6 separate regions of the Mus musculus genome follow, and regions 1, 2, 3, 4 and 6 are each linked to region 5. The links are chromatin contacts, called in public HiChIP or PLAC-seq and promoter capture Hi-C maps. All regions are on one chromosome and are shown on one strand. Each heading gives the region's core, a stretch centred on a gene start, on an enhancer-like site or on the middle of the called end of the contact. The rest is flanking DNA. Distances are from core to core; before and after follow the strand shown. Region 1 overlaps Rad51b (RAD51 paralog B). Region 2 overlaps Rad51b (RAD51 paralog B). Region 3 overlaps Rad51b (RAD51 paralog B). Region 4 holds the start of Susd6 (sushi domain containing 6). Region 5 holds the start of Actn1 (actinin, alpha 1). Region 6 overlaps Rad51b (RAD51 paralog B).

Region 1 (2,794 bases), core at 194-2,693, 820 kb before region 5:
CACGTCACTCCATGAACCTATCTGGGTCCCCATGAGAATTTTCTTCTTTATGTCAGTCAATGTGTTCTTCAGACTGCTTGAAATGCCCCAAAGACAGAGTCTGATTCAAGTCCTTCATCTTATCTCTGATTTAGCTGGTCAGAACAGAGGTGATTGACAGTCATGCTGGCTTAGGTCTGTTTTTACATTCACATGTATTTGATTTTGGCATACAAAAAAAAAAAAAATCCATGGTTTTCTTTTTAAACTTTTGTCCTGGTTAGATTAAAACAGATAAGTCAGTAAATAATGATAACCTACCTCTCTTCTTTCTTTCCCTAACCTATGTCTGTCTTTCTTCCTTTCTTTCTTCCTTTCTTTCTTCCTTCCTTTCTTTCTTTCTTTCTTTCTTTCTTTCTTTCTTTCTTTCTTTCTTTCTTTCTCTTTTTCTTATCAGTTATTATAACTTAATTAGGGCATATTGATCACTAGTGGGGACACTGTTGCAATTTATGTGTTCAGTTGTCATCTATTGCAGTGGGTGCGGCTTGGTGAAGTTGAAAGGCGAGGGTGGATCAATGAGTCAAATTTTAAAACGCTGAATGGGTTGTTAGGCTGTGAAGCAGCCCTAAAGCTTGGGCTCCCGCTCGCTGTTGGGAAGCTCAGCGACATTTTAAGCACAGCTTTTGTCCTGAGCTTCACCTCTGCCACAGCGCCTTTTCCATAGGCGGGCTTGATTAATTCATTTCTGCTTTTGCTTCAGTTAATTCTCCAGTGTTCTGTATCTTTAATATACAATCCAGTATTGAATACTACTTTATGCCAAAGACCATTACCTTTGTAGGAAGCTAAAACTAAAGAAGACTGGGGAAGTCAGGAACGTTACATGTAGTTTTTCATATTGACTTGTGCATTCTGAAGCGGTCTGCTCACCTGCCTTTTAAATTACAGTCAAGAAGTAGAGCCTTCTCATGAGTAAATATTTGAAAATACATCAGTAATGTATTTATTGCTCCTCTACAGTAAATACTAATGACATGGGGACAGGCCTTGTGTTACATGGACTTGGAGAAACAAGAGGAAGACAGACAAACTGTCAGGGTGACAATATATTTTATTCATAACACTTAGAAAAATGATGAGTTTCAGAAATATATAAATGGGTTCTTTCTTTCTTGAAGTCCGGAAGCGGGCTTTCCTGTTTTCTTTCCTTGGTGATGCCCCAGGGGGTGCCTCAACTAGCCCTAAAGGTGCCCTGTGGGAATTTCAGCTCACACATCTCAGCATGAGGAAAGATTCTGGGGAAACGCTGGTTTATCATGTTGCTCTTTAGAGCATTGCTCCAAAAAACGTTTAAAACCATCTGTACACTTTCTGTGGTTTTCAGTATAAAAATGGTACTATTGATACTTGTCAGTGAATCAGACCTGGATACATTCTGTGGTTTTCAGTTTTAAAATGAGCCTAAGTATTGCAACTTCCCAGTGAGCAGGGTGACATGACACCAAGGCACTGCTTAAGCACAGCATTTATACTAAGTGCATTGCAACTTTTTGACGAAAAGGATTCAAGGATTAATAGTGTTATCGTATCTCTTTCATTTCCTTTTTCCTATTTCTTTTTGTCTCTGTTTCTCTGTGTCTCTTTCTGTCCATCTGTCTGTCTCTTTGTCTCTCTCTGCCTCTGTCTCTGTCTCTGTCTCTCTCTCTCTGTATGTGTGTGTGTAAGTAAATTTTTCTACTTACCCACAGTATTAAAAGACATTTCACATCTCATACTCAGCACAGGAGATTATTAAAACATCTAGCTACATAAATGAAGGCTGTATTTAGAAGTAAACCTAAAGTCTACTTGTGTCTGTGTGTGCAGTATACATGATCATTCTCTAAGACACTAAAGAGTAGCAATTGGGCAACTTTTGCAGAAGTAGAAGGACCAAGTATTAGAGAAGGAAAATAAGATTCCCCGGAAGAGCTATAGTCTCGTCCTTGAGGGAGCCACGGCTTCAAAGAGAGAAAGTTCTGTCAGTCTATACTTGCCAGGGCAGGAAATGCCCCCACTGGCTCCTCTTATGTGTAAAGTCTTGAAAAAAAATCAGTTATGCAAATAGTGATTATTAAAGAAAGTCATTTGCATGGTGGGAAACTTGAAAAGAATAAGGAAAAACAAAGAACAACTACCTGTTCCCAAGGTGAGTGCTGACTCCCATGGCACTTCATTCCCTCTGTTCTCTCTATTTTTGCTACTTGAATATGCACATGTAAATATGTAACTACAATTTACGAGGTCAATAAGTGCTCTTTTCTTTCTAATTTGTGTTATTGATCAAATTTTCAGACTTAGGGGCTCTGTGCATATATAGAAAAATAGGAATTTTTACTATGTTTAAAAGGTGATTATGATAAACACATACTCAGGAAAGGGGCTCCTGGGACCTAGGAAAGCATGAAGAAGTTTAGGCTCACAACAGCAGAGTGTGGGGTGGTGGCACGGACAGAGGTGAGCCTGTGTTGCCCACATCCTGGAACCCAAAGTGGTGGCTTTTTTGTCCTCTACACTGTGCTGTGAGGCTGTCAGGATACAGCTCTGGTTAGAGTTTAGCTGTTAGTTGCCCTAGCACTGCTCTACAGAGCACCAGAAGGACTGTGGTCTGACTTGGTGCGGCTTCCCTAGGAACAGGCTGATGGTTGATTTGGAGCCCACTGGAAGCCAACATTTCAAACCAACAAACACCTCACTCAAACCCTGATATGGCACTAGGGTGGCTATGCTCATGTGAAGATGGCACAGCTGCTACTGCTCATCCACGGGGACA
Region 2 (2,738 bases), core at 119-2,618, 870 kb before region 5:
TAGGCTTGGTTTTAGGATTACTTATAATTTGAGTCTGTGATTCAGGTTATTATTTGAACATTTTTGGTTTCCTTGTGGCTAAATTACTGATGTTTATACAAAACTAAAACCCAACAAAACAAAACAAAAACCAGTCTCTCCCTGTTATTTGTGCATATGTGTGTTTAAGGAAAAAAAAAATCCTTACTCTATTGCAGAAATACTTGAATTAGAGAAATTCAAGGGCTAGAAAAGATTCCACCTTTTGACTATTGCCTTTGGTCCTTTGCTAGTGATTTTGGGGGAGTGGGGTGAGGGATCATGCCCTTGGGAAAGCAAGACATACAGGATATGTAAATACACATTTACTGTCTAGATCACCCCAGTACCTCCTGTCTGCAGCCCAGCCTTCCATAGAGCATCCTGGTGATAGCCACCCTATGATGGCTCTGGGTTGTCTTCTCGTGAGTCCTGTGTGCTCTGCACAGGCACCACTCCTGCTCTATAGAAAGGAGGTAAAGAAATGAGGGGGAGCAGCAGGCTTGGGGGGTGTCAGGAGGAGCCTGGTGCGGCTCTTTGAAGAGTCTGCTTAGCCTTCTCTAGCTGCCCCCCTCCCCAGCCCCATTCCTTTTCCCGACACTTCACTATTTGGATAAGGAATTTAAAATAAAAATTAGCTCATTTGCTTACATATTTCAGACCAGTTCTTTAATAATCTCCCATGTCCTGAAGAATCTTACAGTTTTTACTTGATTTCCATCTTTCTTGATCACTCTGCTGTATTTTATACAAAGTTAACATTCCGTTCTCCACGAAAGGGGAAGGATTTACTGAATGCGATGCTTGCCACACGAACCTTTCTCTAATCAGGCTTACTTGAAAGTGTGTATTTCACTGAGTGGCATTTGCAAATTGTTTTCCTCCCTACCCCACCAGAGCTGACAATATAAAAATGCTTCCATATGCCGAAAGCTGGCCGATTTATCTTGCTAGCAGGGTGTGTGTTCAGGGTGGGGTGCAGAGGGGGCAGTGTACTTTACTCCCTGGTTATGATATAAACATGAAACTGCGAAGTGCGGAGGTTTTGCAAGGAAAGCCCTGAGTTCACTGGGAACAGCTCTAGAGCCCCGAGGCTTCACTGCTGTTAGAGATAAGTGTTAAGAGTTGTTTTTACCCCACAAGAGTAAAATTTAAAAGTGCAATTATGATTTGCATATAGCTTGAAAATATTTAATTGAGTACAGTTAGAACAGAGCATTCAATTCTAATTTTGAACAGGCCTGAACATTTTAAGTAAATAAATAATTTTGCTTGACTACCTCAAGGCATTTCAGAGCTGCCACTGGAGGCTCCGTGATCTTCCCAGAGTTAACTGTTCCCCTCTCCACCTGCTCTGCCTGGTGTCACCAGCAGAGTCTAAACGCCACGCCCTTCTTTACACTGATTCTATTTACCTTGTCCCCTCACCATTTCTCCACAAGCCTGATTTATAGTTTCCTCCAGAGCGGTGGTTCTCAACCTGTGGGCATACTTGTCATTGGTAAATGTGACGGTCACATAATTTCTGCAAGTAAACAAATGGGCTGAGCTAGGTGCCTCTATGGTGTGTGTGTGTGTGTGTGTGTGTGTGTGTGTGTGTGTGTGTGTGTAGATTTATGTGCATGTGTGCATGTGAAAGCCAGAGGTCAACCTTGGGTATTGTTCTCCATCATTGTCTACCTTGTTCTCTGAGACCGAGTCTCTCACTGAGACCTAGAGCTTGCCTAGGTTAACCCAGATGGCCAGCAAGCCCCAGGTCTACCTGACCCTGCATTCCTAGTACTGAGAGTCCAAGCTTGAACCACACCATGCTTTCTTCCCCAAGTAGGGTTCGCTCCAGCCAGAGCTAGGTGTTTATTAAAAAGATTTCATTTGTTCTTGGAAGTCATAGCAACCCCTTATGAGTAAGTTAATAATAACTTGCCCATCTCTCTGAATTTATTTCATAAATCCAGAACACATTATGGATTATTCATAAACATTGTTGGTTTATTTACTGGAATTCTTTCAAAGTCACTCTTTACCTGAGGCATTAGTAAATTATCCTCCTCTTCCTCCTTGTTTGTTTGTTTGCTAGGCTGGTTTTTTTTTTTTTTTTTTACATCTTATTTTTGATTGATGTTTAAGTTAGCATGCAAAGCAGTGGGTATCATTACGGCCTTTTCAGACATGTGTGTTCTCATACATTTTTCTTGTTCGCCCCCTCCCAACACTCCTCGCTTTTACATTCAAACCCTTTCCAAATCTGGTACCAAGCTTTCTTCTTCCTTTTTCTTCTCTTTGAATGTGGTCTTCACATTTTGTCCTTGTTGGCCTAGATCTCACTAGCTCAAGAGATCGTCTTGCCTAAGCTTCCTGAGCAGCTGGAACTGCAGATGTGTATCCTGGCTCTTCTATAAGGTCTTATTTTAGCTTATAGGTTGATTAAGGTAGAATCAACCTATAATTAATTTCAATTTCTTTCTATAGAAAAAAATTGAAAAAGTATAAGTATAGTACAATCAAGTCTTATAAGCCATTCACACATTTTTATCTATTGTTCACAGTTTGTTGCTGTTTCTCTTAGTTTTTGAAATGCACACATATACATACATGCACATATGTTAGCAATGTACCTTTTTTTCTGAACCACTTGGTATATTGCAGAGGTTATGACTCTTTGCTATAAATACTTTAATGTGTATCTCTTAAGAATAAGTATAGTTTTTTTATACTATTGT
Region 3 (2,700 bases), core at 186-2,685, 720 kb before region 5:
ATTGATGTGATTGGAGGGCCAGTAGGAAGGTTTCTAGTCCCCATACCCACCCATAGATTTCATAGTTTGTTTTGTGGTGAAACTTCCAAGTCTCTGTGTCAGCATGTCATTGTCATCTCTTTGTTAGAGAACTTCCTAATTTTCAGTGGCTCAGAAACAACTGATTGCCAAAGTTTGGGGAGTTGGGGAGAGCAAAGGACTGGTATGTGAGGATGTGTTCTCTCCCACAAATATAAGGTTCACTTTGGCTGTCGTTCTGTTCCGTTCAGATTCGGTCCCTTTCTGAGCCCAAACTTCTGCTCTATCTGCTGTCTTTGAGTTTACAACTTCTTTATATCCATTTTTCCAGAAGCCAAATAGTTAAGATTATGTGGGACAACACAACCACACTTGTGAGGTGTACATAGGACTTGAACCTAAGGAGATGAGAAAGTCTTTCTGCAAAAGGAATTATACAAAGATAGAAAGCTGGTGAGAAAAAGAAGGATAACAAGATAAAGAGGAAATTACAAGTAGCCAGGTTCCCTTAGAGTGAAGCAAACCAGAGTCAGTGTTGAAGGAAAAGGAAAGCTAGAAACAGGACCTGGAACTTCAAAGACAAAACAAGCCTTGAGTTCCCCACCCCCAGAGGTGTTAAAGTGCCAAGGCACACATACTCCTCCACTAAAAGTTGCTTGACAGACTCTAAGTGCCTGGGTCACCAATGGGCCTTAAAGGGTGAGGAGATCTGAGGTGCTATGACTTTGACATTGTGCAGTGTTTTGCAGTTGAAGTCTTGAAAGAAAGGAGATGTCATGTGTATATAATGCAAGCTTACAGATTCTAAGACTAGTCTCTGAAGCTTGGTTTGCCTGTTAATTTGTACACACCCTCAAATGAGCTGGTTTCCTAAGAATGTGAGAGCTCTCAAGTGCGGGCTGTGATTTTAGTCACTAGATGTTATTTAGAGCACAAATGTCATCACTAACATGGGCCAGCCATTGTGGTACAGAAGCAGAGACCCTTGACCACTTTCTACCTGCAACTTTCTTACATTTAATAGAAACTCTTCTCTATTGGGATTTTATTCCATCTAATAGGGAACAAAATAGGAGGCAGAACTTTTGTTTACTACCCAGCATGCCGCTCAGCGGTGCAGAAGCTGGCTGTGCTTTCAATGACGATATGAATAATGATTTAGAAGTTTGTTTTTTGGGGTTTTTGTTTTTGTTTTTGTTCTTTTGTTTTGTTTTGTTTTGTTTTGTTTTTTGTGGCTCCCACCCCTTGCAAACACTCCCAGGGCTAAGCACTTTTCTCCTTTCTCAGACGGGGAGGAACAGTATTTGAATTGATCTCAGATACAAATTTCTCTCCTTCAGACTGTTTGCCCGAGCCTTAGAAATGTGGCCTGATTACATAAGCACTCTGGAATGTAGATTAAACAGCATTCAATTTGAAAATCTAATCACCTCATCTAAATATCATTAAGTTATAATGGGCTGATTGATAGAGACCAAAGCCGTCTTAGCCTGGTGTGCATGCCTTTCACTCAGCCAGCCTTTTCAAACCAAGATGTTGATAAAGGGGTCTATAAATCTTAGTAGTTGGAGACAGTTTAAAAGCATAGTTCACTGGGTAAGGTCACACCCACTTAAGTGACCTATTTTGTATACTTTTCAAAAATAGGTTAATTAACTTAATAGAAATAATAGGTCTCTGGTATTGATGTGCAATTACTACAAAAACAGGGTTGTTGGTTTTTTTTTTTTTTTTTCTTTCTTTCTTTCTTTCTTTTTCCTTTCCGAGCAAACACGATGTTCATGAAATTGAGGGCATAATCGCTATGACAGAAACCAGGTTTAGCAAGGCGAGCTGTGTTCAGCAAATACATTTCAGACTTGCCCTTTAAAATCTACCTTTATTCCAGGTCCTAGGACATGGGCTCCTGTCTCCTGGAGCATTCTGTTCCTGGCACTCTCCTATTACAGCTTTTAGGAGGGATTACTTTAGCTGTTGCTGCTTTCCTAATCGCTGTACTGCAGTTTATTTAGCTCTTGGCCCTGGAGCCTCAGCAGGCATAGAGTGCAACAAATGCTGGCCTCTTTTCTTTTTAAATCAAGGGCATTTTCTTTATGGTTCCAACACATGGTTCATGTGCTAGTGTAGTTTCAGGGAAGGATACAGTGGAAAGGGCGAAGGATGCCCGGGCGAGAGTCTTATTGGGACAGGCTGCAGCTTCCTAATGCATCCGGCTTTATTTTGATGCTATTTTTGTTTTTATTGTTATTATTTGGAACTCAAGCCATTCTCCCAAAATATTTTATACTTTGCTTAGGTAGGGCTGTTATAACCTTTCTTTTCTTTCCCTTTTTAAATTTATTTTATGTTTATGAGTATGCTGTGGCTGTCTCCAGACACACCAGAAGAGGGCATCAGATCCCATTACAGAAGGTTGTGAGCCACCATATAGTTGCTAGGAATTGAACTCAGGACCTCTGGAAGAGCAGCTAGTGCTCTTAACCGCTGAGCCATCTCTCTAGCCCCACAAGCTTTGTTTTCTATTACTGGCTACTAAAATTGTGTCATTTGAATATGTTTTGTGTCTTATGTAAAGGGGTGTTTATTATATTATTCTGTAGAACCTTTAAGTACATTTAAATTAGAATTTCATGTTTAGAAATGCTAACTCCCAGCCATTGACAGTTGCAAAACCCCGTAGTC
Region 4 (2,700 bases), core at 72-2,571, 530 kb after region 5:
AGAAGAAGAAAGAAGAGGAGGAAGAGGAAGAAGAAGAGGAGGAGGAGGAGAACTGAGAAGAAGAAGAAGAAAGAAGAGGAAGAGGAAGAAGAAGAAGAGGAGGAGGAGGAGAACGAAGAAGAAGAAGAAGAAGAAGAAGAAGAAGAAGAAGAAGAAGAAAAAGAAGAAGAAGAAGAAACAAAAAACTCCAGTAGATCCTAGGTAGGGCACTTGCACAGATAAAAGAAAAGGCTGGGCATGGTGGGGCACACCTTTAATCCCAGCACTTGGGAGGCAGAGGCAGTCGGATCTCTGAGTTCGAGGTCAGCCTGGTCTACAGAGTGAGTTCCAGGACAACCAAGGCTACACAGAGAAACCCTGTCTCGAAATAAATAAATAAATAAATAAATAAATAAATAAATAGAAATAAAAAGAAAGAAAGAAAAAAAAAAGAAAAGGCTAACAGGCCTTCTTAATTTATGAGTCACTGATTTTCAAGGAGTGCTTCAACATTTATTGAGCACCTCTAAGACAGGCCAAGTACCTAGTACCAAGTACCTAGGCACAAAGAGATAGTTCCTACTGTCATATGGCCACCCCTCTGTAGTGAGAGTCACTGTTAAATGGATGCAGCTGACCAGTGCTCAATTTGCTCACCTAAGACGCGCTTGAAAGCAATTCAAGGAGGCTCAGAAGCAGAGCAAAAAGCTAGGGGCCAAGCCTGCAGCTCTAGGTTCCCCAGGCCTCGCTGGAATGTCAGTTTCCTCCATTTAAGATCTGCCAGGTGTTTTTGAGTGCGCAGAAATAGCACTCAGGGACACCCATTAAAAAGATTCCTGAAGCCCACCCCAGCGTTATAGAATCAGAATGGCCTGATCTACATTTCCACCCCCACCTAACCCCCTCGGGACACTTTTGAGATAGTTAAGTTACACACCCTAACCTAGAGTACAGCTTAATAGGGAGATAATAACCTGCTTTGAAGATAGGTCAGGCAAGCGATTCAAGACCTAAATGGGCGACGTGTGTAGAAGAGGCTCTTAAACAACAGTATACTTCCTTGCAAATGACAGTAATTAAAACATCCAAATAATAACCAAACAATAACAGTAAAAGAACCGGAGGGCCCTCTAGGAAGGTGGCTTAACTAGAGTATTACAGCCAGAGCAGTTCGAGTGACTGTCTCTTTAAGGTTCCCTCCCCCCGCCGCCAGGGGCGTGTCAGACAAGGTCAGAGGCGCGTGCGCGTGACTCCTCGGGGCGGTCGCAGCGGCGCGACGCCTGCGCTTGTTGCGTGCGTGCCTGACCCCGCCCAGGCCTCGTCCCTGCCCTGCCCCCTCTGCGGGGCCTCCCCCGCCCGCGTCGTACAGCTGGGCCAGTGACGCTGGCGCAGCCGTCGCCACCGCCGCCGCGTTCCATCCTCAGGAGCCGGCCACCGCTCGCGTCCTCGTCCTCGTCCTCCTCCTTCGTCAGCGCCCGGCCGCGTGAGCCAGACCAGGGCACGCGAGGCGTCGCGGGGGACCCGACAGGGAGTGCAGGCAGGCGGGCGCGCTCAGCGGCGGAGCGGGTTCGGCGACGCGGGAGCTGCTAGCGCCCCCTTTCCCGGAGGTCTCGGCGCCGCTCCCGGGTGAGTTGTCACCGCCGCCCGGGCTGGAGGGGCCGGCTTTGTGTCAGCGGCGCGCGGGGCCGGTTGTCAGGGCACTGGCGGGCAAGCACTTCCTCAGGGACGCGGGCCTTCTGCGCGGCCGCCTGCTACCGCGCCGGCCGGTGTCAGCACTGCGAGCCGCGCGGGAGTAGCCGGGTCGGGCCGCTCCGAGGGCGGCGGCGTGGTTGTGCCGGTGCCCGAGAGCGGAGAGCAGATCGGGCTCGGTGGAGCGCGCTGCAAGGCGGAGGCCCTCCAGTCCAGCGAAGCCGCGGTTCCGCACGGCGGGACCGGCTTGGCCGAGGTGGGTTTCCTGAGGAAACCTTGCAGCCGCTCGCCTGTGCGCGGGAGCGTTCTGGAGCCCCAGCGCCTGGTCGCCTCTTCAGTCGCAAAAACTTTTCTTATTATGTGGGCTGAAACTTGCCGAACCCATTTCCTGTTTTGTTTCGGTTTTACTGTAACTACATATAGACTTTCTTACTTGTGAGACTGATGGTCCCTCCCGGGACAGCCACCATGGTGGAAAAACTTACCTGTAACGGAATTGGGAGGGCAGCAAGGCCGGGGATCCCAAAGAGGCATTAAGTTCATTGGGAACTTTACATTAGTTCAGCAGAGGCCCAATGTTGTTGCCACACACTTCTTTGGTGACAAGGTAGTGTGCTGCCCTTTGTTGCTCTTGTTGGTTGGGGTTCGAAGAGAGGTGCGGGGACATTATCCTTTTCAGTTAAGCCATGGGTATTTAGTCCTTTCTAGATCTGCAAGATCCGCAGTGACTTTCCACTTTTCACTGGTCAATCGGTTTTTGGTGTTAGAATCCCTTTGGTTAATAATAATAATAATAAAATCACACATACACACACACACACACACACACACACACACACACACACACTTTTGTGCTCTGGGAATTCTACACCCAGGCTGTCACCATCTAGTGGAGACTAGTAGAGACATGCCCTTGGCTTTGACTTCTTAGTTTTCTGAGCTTTGCATTTTTCATTAGATGCACATTCAAGTAGAAATGAGAACTGTCTTGAGTTGGGGGTGGGAGTGGATTCCTGTATTTCAATAAAGGAA
Region 5 (2,700 bases), core at 147-2,646:
GGGTCAGGGTACGTGGCCGCCTAAGGAACGCGCTCTCTGCTCAGGCAGGAAGCCGTGACAGGGTTAATGTCTCCCCCTCCCCAAGCAAGAGAGGTTTCTGACCTCTTCCTGCCTATAGCCATTACGCTCCGGACCCATCGCCAATTTCTCAGCTCAGACGGGGCAGCATATCCCGAACCTTGCTGATGGCGACTAGGATACAGGGCCGTGGATCCTCGGAGAACAACCCCAAATATCTCCTGAGACTGTCTCTCCACCAGGAGCCCAACTAGAGCCAAGCTACTCAAACTCGCGTTTCGCCAGCAAAAGAACCGGGCAGAACACAGATGTGAGGGTTTGCAGCCACCAGTTCACTGAGTTAGCAATAAAACCGTTCACCGTCCTGACCCCGCCCCCACAAGGCCCTGAGGAGCCCGCGAACGACCCCCGATTCTCAGCTCCAGCCGCACTCCGGAACGTCCACTTCCAGGTAGATCCCGAGGAGGTCGCCAAACCCTCCGACACCGGCTCTGCCCACTGTCTGCAGACCCAGCTCGGGGCGCAGTAGTCGGGGCAGCTTGCCCCTATGGTACAGAGCCCCAGGGGCGGCCCAGGAAGCGTGCTGCCACCGCACGCCATATGGAGGCGCCAGGAAAAAGAAGGAAGGAGAAAATCGATCCCGAGTAAGCAGCCATGGAGCCTAAGTCTCAGCCCCAGCCTCTGGAGCATCGCCCCCGCGCCTTGCCCACGGGGAGACAGTTTCGGCTGCACCGGGGTGGCCCGGACCACCCGCTCTGAGGCGATTTGCCCTCCGGCGGCGCCACCTCCCCGCGCCGCGGCGAACTGTTCGCGGGCTCCAGGGCAGGGGTGCTCCGCTCTCCCGCCCGGTGCCTGTAACTCAATACCCCACCTCGCAGTGGCCGCGATGTCCCCGCCTCCGCTCTTGCGCGCCGGGAATTGGTTTCCAACCCGGAGCCCAGGAGTGCAGCGGCCAGAGCGGATCAGGGCTCAGGGCTGTAGCGGGTGGGGGTGGCTGCTAACCTTCCTCTGCTGCTTCTCCCAGGCCGGATCCAGGAGCAGGTCCCGATCCCAGTCCTCTTCAGGCTGCATGTAGTCGTTGGTCTGCTGGGAATCATAATGGTCCATGATGGTGCGTGCGTGCTAGGAGCTGGATTTCTTCCTCCACCTTCTCTCCAGGCGACGGCGGCTGCTGCCCGGGTGTGGGGAGGGTGTCGGCAGGGCTGGGCTGGGCTGGGCTGGGCCGGGCTGGGCTGGGCTGGGCTGGCGGGGCCGGGCTCGCTCCCCTGCGCCCGCTTCCGCCGCGGCTCTGTTCGCAGAGGCTGCTGCTGCCGGCGGCGGCTGGAGCTCGCGGACTGCCTTCCTGGGGCGCGCGCTCGGACCTAATCTCCACGCACACTGCTCTCAGTGAACACTCGCGCTGCGGGAGCAGAGGCGGGCGGGGGCGGGGAGAAGGGGCAGAGCCCTCCCGAGGTTCTCCATTGGCCAGGCCGAGTTGCCCAAACTTCCCCCCAGCGCCTCTCATTGGGAATTCCTGGCATCCGTCAGGCGGGTCTCTGTGCATATAGGTGGACTGGGCGGCCCCCTCCGGGCGCGCACGCCACCGCCCACTCCCTGGGTTCCCACTCCCCCGCAGCTCATGTGACACCACCTTAAGCTGAACCGGAGTGGAGCCTGGGGACGCCTCCCAGAGCTCGGGGACCAAATGGCACTGTGCTCCGGAGCCCGAGGAGTCGCTGAGGATTGGTCCCGTTCCCTGCCGGCGGGAAGGCCCAGAACTCCGGCGCACCGGTGTTCCTGCGGTCCCACGCAAGCTACAAACCCCAGCAGGGCGCGGGGAAACCCAAGGCATATTTCGTTTTCTCTTTCTCGGGGAAACTAGGTTGGGACAAGTCGGCACCCTGGAAAGGGGTTGGGAGGGCCCACAGTAGAAAGGAATTTCCTGATTCCACCACTGCTCCCGCCCCGCCCCTCGGGACCAGGCTGATCCCTGTCCTTCTAGAGCCAGATTTGTGGCTAGCTGGCATTTCTCAGCCCACTGAGTTTCCCGCCTCGCCAAGGATCCTTGGGTACTTCTCTAGGGTTCCGTGCACTGGCCCGCTGCGGACTTCTTGTGTGGCAGCTTGGCTGTCCGGCTTCCCAGGTTCCTTGGCAGGTATTCCCCGGTGGACTAACACAGCTGAAGCTACCTTCTGGAGACTAGTTTCCTCCTTCCCCACTTTTACAGCTTCCCTACCTACACTTTGCTGAAACTAGGAAGAGCCCTAAAATGGTCTACCTGTATCATAAACCTAGCAGATGCATACACCTAATAGATGGAGAAACTGAGACTCAAAGAGCAGAGCTAGACAAGAGACTTAACCAGCATGGACTCTACAGGCCCATTTTGTGTGTAACCTTGTGCCTGACAAAACCTTATTATCCTTGGAGGAGGAAGAAACAGCGCAAGACTAACTAAACTGCTTGGTGCTAGCGGTACTCCCTGGGCTCAGTAAAGGAGGGTGGAAATGTGTTGGTCCAGCACTGTTGCATTCTGGGAAGAAGCCGCCCGGATTCCTAGTGGTCTTTTGAGGGACTCTGAGTATGAAAATCAGTAACAAGGAAACCTGCAGTTGGTTTTGCATTCTGGTGTGGACAACAGATACATCCCTCTTGTACCAGTAGGGCTTAATTTATACAGGCATCCCTTAATACTCGGGACTC
Region 6 (2,700 bases), core at 133-2,632, 610 kb before region 5:
CTCAGCAGATTCGTGCCAGAGCCAAAACGAAATATAGGCAGGCTGCTGGAATCCCACAGGCGTGTTTTCTTCTGGTCAAATTGGAGCTTGGTGTTTTATGACAAATATTTAAAAAAAAGAAAAGCCTTGACAACGTTCACATTTTCCCAGATAGCCATTGTCCTACATTCAGTCCCTCACAATGGAAATAGCAGACTGGCATCCCAAAGCCTTATCGGTTCTTTATTGTAGAGCTGATAGTTGATATTCTCTGAGCTGAAGAGGGACATGATCTCTCTCTATTTCTCTCTCTCTCTCTCTCTCTCTCTCTCTTTTCATCATGGAATGATTTATAATTTTCCAGAGCTTGGCAAAACTAAACCAGTGAATAGTAAAACCAGATTTGTTTTCGTGATACTCAAATTCCAGAATATTTAGTCTGACTTTCCCTCACAACAAATGCTGGATATCTCTTTCCAAAGATGGAAGCGGGTAGGAAGACAGTGGGAGGAATGGGGGCCCATGCCTGGGAGCACAGCCCTTTGGACCTGATGGTGAGCCTACCCTGTTTTTAATCCATTTCTCTACACACACACACACACACACACACACACACACACACACACGGGGTGGGGGGAGGGAGGGAGGGGGAGAGAGAGAGAGAGAGAGAGAGAGAGAGAGAGAGAGAGAGAGAGAGAGAACTCTTTCCTTTGCTTGCTCTCTTTTTTCTGTTTGCCTCGCCCAGGGGCTCTCTGGGAGCAGGAGGGTTGGCCAGACACTGTCATGGTCGGGAAGCAAGAGTAGAGCATGCTGAAAAATCACTCCAGGACATTTCTCAAGCCTTGGCGATGAAAGGGCTCAATGAACCTGAACAATTTCTCACAGGAAAGTTCCGGCCTCTGTCTCCTTAAGAGCAAGGCATTCTACAAGCTTTAACAGATCTGGGATCAAAATTCAGACTGTCTGACTCACCCAAGGCTTTGTTTGGATAAAAAGACCAAGTCACTGTCATCTCTGCAATTAGGATGCTTTAAGGTACAAAAAGTAATATTTTAAAAAATGTTCCTGGAGCAGATAGACTATTCTCAGTACAAAAAGAATGATTATGCCTTTGGAGCCCAGGAAAGGCAGTGACTCATCACTGTGCTTATACCTGGCTGGCAGTGAGTAGAGTTGATACTGGAATTCTGGTCAAGCTGTCTCTCCCACTGGCCCTGTTCTTCAGTGGGCTGCCTATTTACAATCACAGCGCCTAGCCCTCCTGGCTAGTTAAGGCGATTTTGAAACTTCACTGATTCTGTGGAGCAGGCTATGCTCATTTTCTGCCAGAGGGTGGGCACAGGAGACAGTGGTGTTCTGGGCAAAGAACTCCTTGAGATGCCTGACGTCATGTGATGGTTTCTCTTTCCTGTCTACCCTTTGAACTCTGTTGCAAATAGTTCCATGAAGAGTTTAGTTTCAGAAATGACCAGTCCAATGTATCAGAAAACTTGACACAATTTATGTAGACTCTTTTTCATGCTTGTCTTTCCAGAAACTGTAGCTGTTTGCCCATGTAGCTCAGAGTTATTTATTAGTATGACTGGTGGCTTGTTATCCAGTGACTTGGGACAGTTTTATAGTACATGTCTGGACATGAGATCCCATAGTTCATGACTAATAGATTGAATTCTCTAAGCCAGCACTTCAAGGCATAAAGAAGTCACCTGCTAAATAGACCTGGGCTCAGAGACCCTCTCTCCTCTTCCTACTGTTACTTTAGGAAGGAAGAGAATCAAGAAAACCTGCATGCTCCTCCTGTTATCTGGGCTATTGAACTCAAGCAGGTGACTGCTTCACTCAGTGGAAAATAGATGATAAAATCTGTCTCTAACATGCCCACACACAGAATGAATGATAGCATTTCTCATATTCATGATGTCTTTTTTTTTTTAGTCTAACTTGTTTGAACACACCATGTGGAAACCTACTATTTTATAAGCTTTGTGTTGGGGGGGGAGAGAGAGAGAGAGAGACAGAGAGAGAGAGAGAGAGAGAGAGAGAGAGAGAGAGAGAGAGAGAGAGAGAGATTGAAGTTCATGTTACAGAGGATTATGCTCATCCCAGAAGACAAACAAAAATCCCAGTGCAAGATATGGGATTCCCTCACCTCAAGTTGTTGATCAGAGGTATCCTAGAGACTCCAAACAACACAAGTTATTGTCATTGTTCCTAGTTGCCTACTAGAACTTGATGGTAAGACCCTGTTGGTTAAGGCATTGTTCATAAGATGTGGAAAAATCAAGTTAGTACTGACCAGGAAGCTTACTTTGCTGGGTAGCTTTCATAGTACTGTAAGGGGCTATGCAGGCCACTGAGGTAAAAAAAAGTCATCAACCGAGTTACCTAGATATGACCCTGGGAATCCTGGGAACTGCAAACAGTCACCCTCATGGTCAGATATGCCCATGATTGCGGGATGAATGTTATAGGATGACCCAAATTTCTGATTGGATTTAAAGCCCGGTCCACAGAAGGAAACACATACCAGGTAAATTTGGCTAAGAACCCATGATGGGGTGCTCACAGGCCCCATGGTTGAGCTTACTCCTATTCATTCACTAAATGGACACTAACTGCACTCTAAACTCACATCTCCCTCCCTGTAGGTTAGTGCCACCCTGAGACTCCTTAGAAAAAGTTTCCCTAAACACTGGATGGTGGTGGTTAATACAGAAACTC

The links. Promoter capture Hi-C pulls out the DNA fragments that hold promoters and counts their contacts. HiChIP or PLAC-seq counts read pairs in DNA pulled down with a chosen protein or histone mark.
Region 1: a contact with region 5 is called in a promoter capture Hi-C map of pre-B cells, with 4 times the contacts expected there. The contact joins the enhancer-like site here to the promoter of Actn1 in region 5. A contact is called at or near these places in 4 of 39 promoter capture datasets (cranial neural crest, hippocampal neurons, pre-B cells and 1 more), 3 of 115 datasets of contacts at active chromatin or transcription factors (bone marrow-derived macrophages, memory CD8 T cells and pancreatic cancer cells) and 1 of 9 other capture datasets (adipose tissue).
Region 2: a contact with region 5 is called in a promoter capture Hi-C map of second pharyngeal arch cranial neural crest. The contact joins the enhancer-like site here to the promoter of Actn1 in region 5. A contact is called at or near these places in 3 of 39 promoter capture datasets (cranial neural crest, hematopoietic stem and progenitor cells and second pharyngeal arch cranial neural crest), 1 of 115 datasets of contacts at active chromatin or transcription factors (bone marrow-derived macrophages) and 2 of 9 other capture datasets (liver and pancreatic islet).
Region 3: an H3K4me3 HiChIP or PLAC-seq map of embryonic forebrain shows a contact between it and region 5, with 4 times the contacts expected there. The contact joins the enhancer-like site here to the promoter of Actn1 in region 5. A contact is called at or near these places in 6 of 39 promoter capture datasets (cranial neural crest, hematopoietic stem and progenitor cells, liver and 2 more), 2 of 115 datasets of contacts at active chromatin or transcription factors (embryonic forebrain and pancreatic cancer cells) and 3 of 9 other capture datasets (adipose tissue, macrophages and pancreatic islet).
Region 4: a contact with region 5 is called in an H3K27ac HiChIP or PLAC-seq map of extraembryonic endoderm stem cells, with 2.4 times the contacts expected there. The contact joins the promoter of Susd6 here to the promoter of Actn1 in region 5. A contact is called at or near these places in 3 of 39 promoter capture datasets (hippocampal neurons, liver and neural stem cells) and 2 of 115 datasets of contacts at active chromatin or transcription factors (extraembryonic endoderm stem cells and pancreatic cancer cells).
Region 6: a promoter capture Hi-C map of liver shows a contact between it and region 5, with 2.2 times the contacts expected there. The contact joins the enhancer-like site here to the promoter of Actn1 in region 5. A contact is called at or near these places in 2 of 39 promoter capture datasets (hematopoietic stem and progenitor cells and liver), 1 of 484 Hi-C or Micro-C datasets (CD4 T cells), 2 of 115 datasets of contacts at active chromatin or transcription factors (memory CD8 T cells and thymic regulatory T cells) and 2 of 9 other capture datasets (adipose tissue and liver).

What each region holds. Positions count from the first base shown.
Region 1 is chr12:79,435,713-79,438,506 of GRCm38.p6, forward strand. All of the region lies in intron 7 of Rad51b (RAD51 paralog B), which reads left to right. Among named protein-coding and RNA genes, the nearest start is that of Rad51b, 140 kb to the left of the region's middle. Within about 2 kb of position 1,444, at least 55 of the 459 cell types and tissues checked have an H3K27ac peak or open chromatin away from gene starts, as enhancers often do. A contact at or near this core is called in hippocampal neurons, memory CD8 T cells and pre-B cells, where this site is marked.
Region 2 is chr12:79,384,028-79,386,765 of GRCm38.p6, forward strand. All of the region lies in intron 7 of Rad51b (RAD51 paralog B), which reads left to right. Among named protein-coding and RNA genes, the nearest start is that of Rad51b, 88 kb to the left of the region's middle. Within about 2 kb of position 1,369, at least 35 of the 459 cell types and tissues checked have an H3K27ac peak or open chromatin away from gene starts, as enhancers often do. A contact at or near this core is called in second pharyngeal arch cranial neural crest, where this site is marked.
Region 3 is chr12:79,534,261-79,536,960 of GRCm38.p6, forward strand. All of the region lies in intron 7 of Rad51b (RAD51 paralog B), which reads left to right. Among named protein-coding and RNA genes, the nearest start is that of Rad51b, 240 kb to the left of the region's middle. Within about 2 kb of position 1,436, at least 39 of the 459 cell types and tissues checked have an H3K27ac peak or open chromatin away from gene starts, as enhancers often do. A contact at or near this core is called in embryonic forebrain, where this site is marked.
Region 4 is chr12:80,789,211-80,791,910 of GRCm38.p6, forward strand. Susd6 (sushi domain containing 6) reads left to right here and starts at 1,322. Exons shown (of 6, transcript NM_178682.4): 1 at 1,322-1,605.
Region 5 is chr12:80,258,967-80,261,666 of GRCm38.p6, forward strand. It overlaps Actn1 (actinin, alpha 1), which reads right to left and starts at 1,397. Exons shown (of 21, transcript NM_134156.3): 1 at 1,021-1,397. The coding sequence starts at 1,125.
Region 6 is chr12:79,648,164-79,650,863 of GRCm38.p6, forward strand. All of the region lies in intron 7 of Rad51b (RAD51 paralog B), which reads left to right. Among named protein-coding and RNA genes, the nearest start is that of Gm36048, 150 kb to the right of the region's middle. Within about 2 kb of position 1,383, at least 43 of the 459 cell types and tissues checked have an H3K27ac peak or open chromatin away from gene starts, as enhancers often do. A contact at or near this core is called in liver, where this site is marked.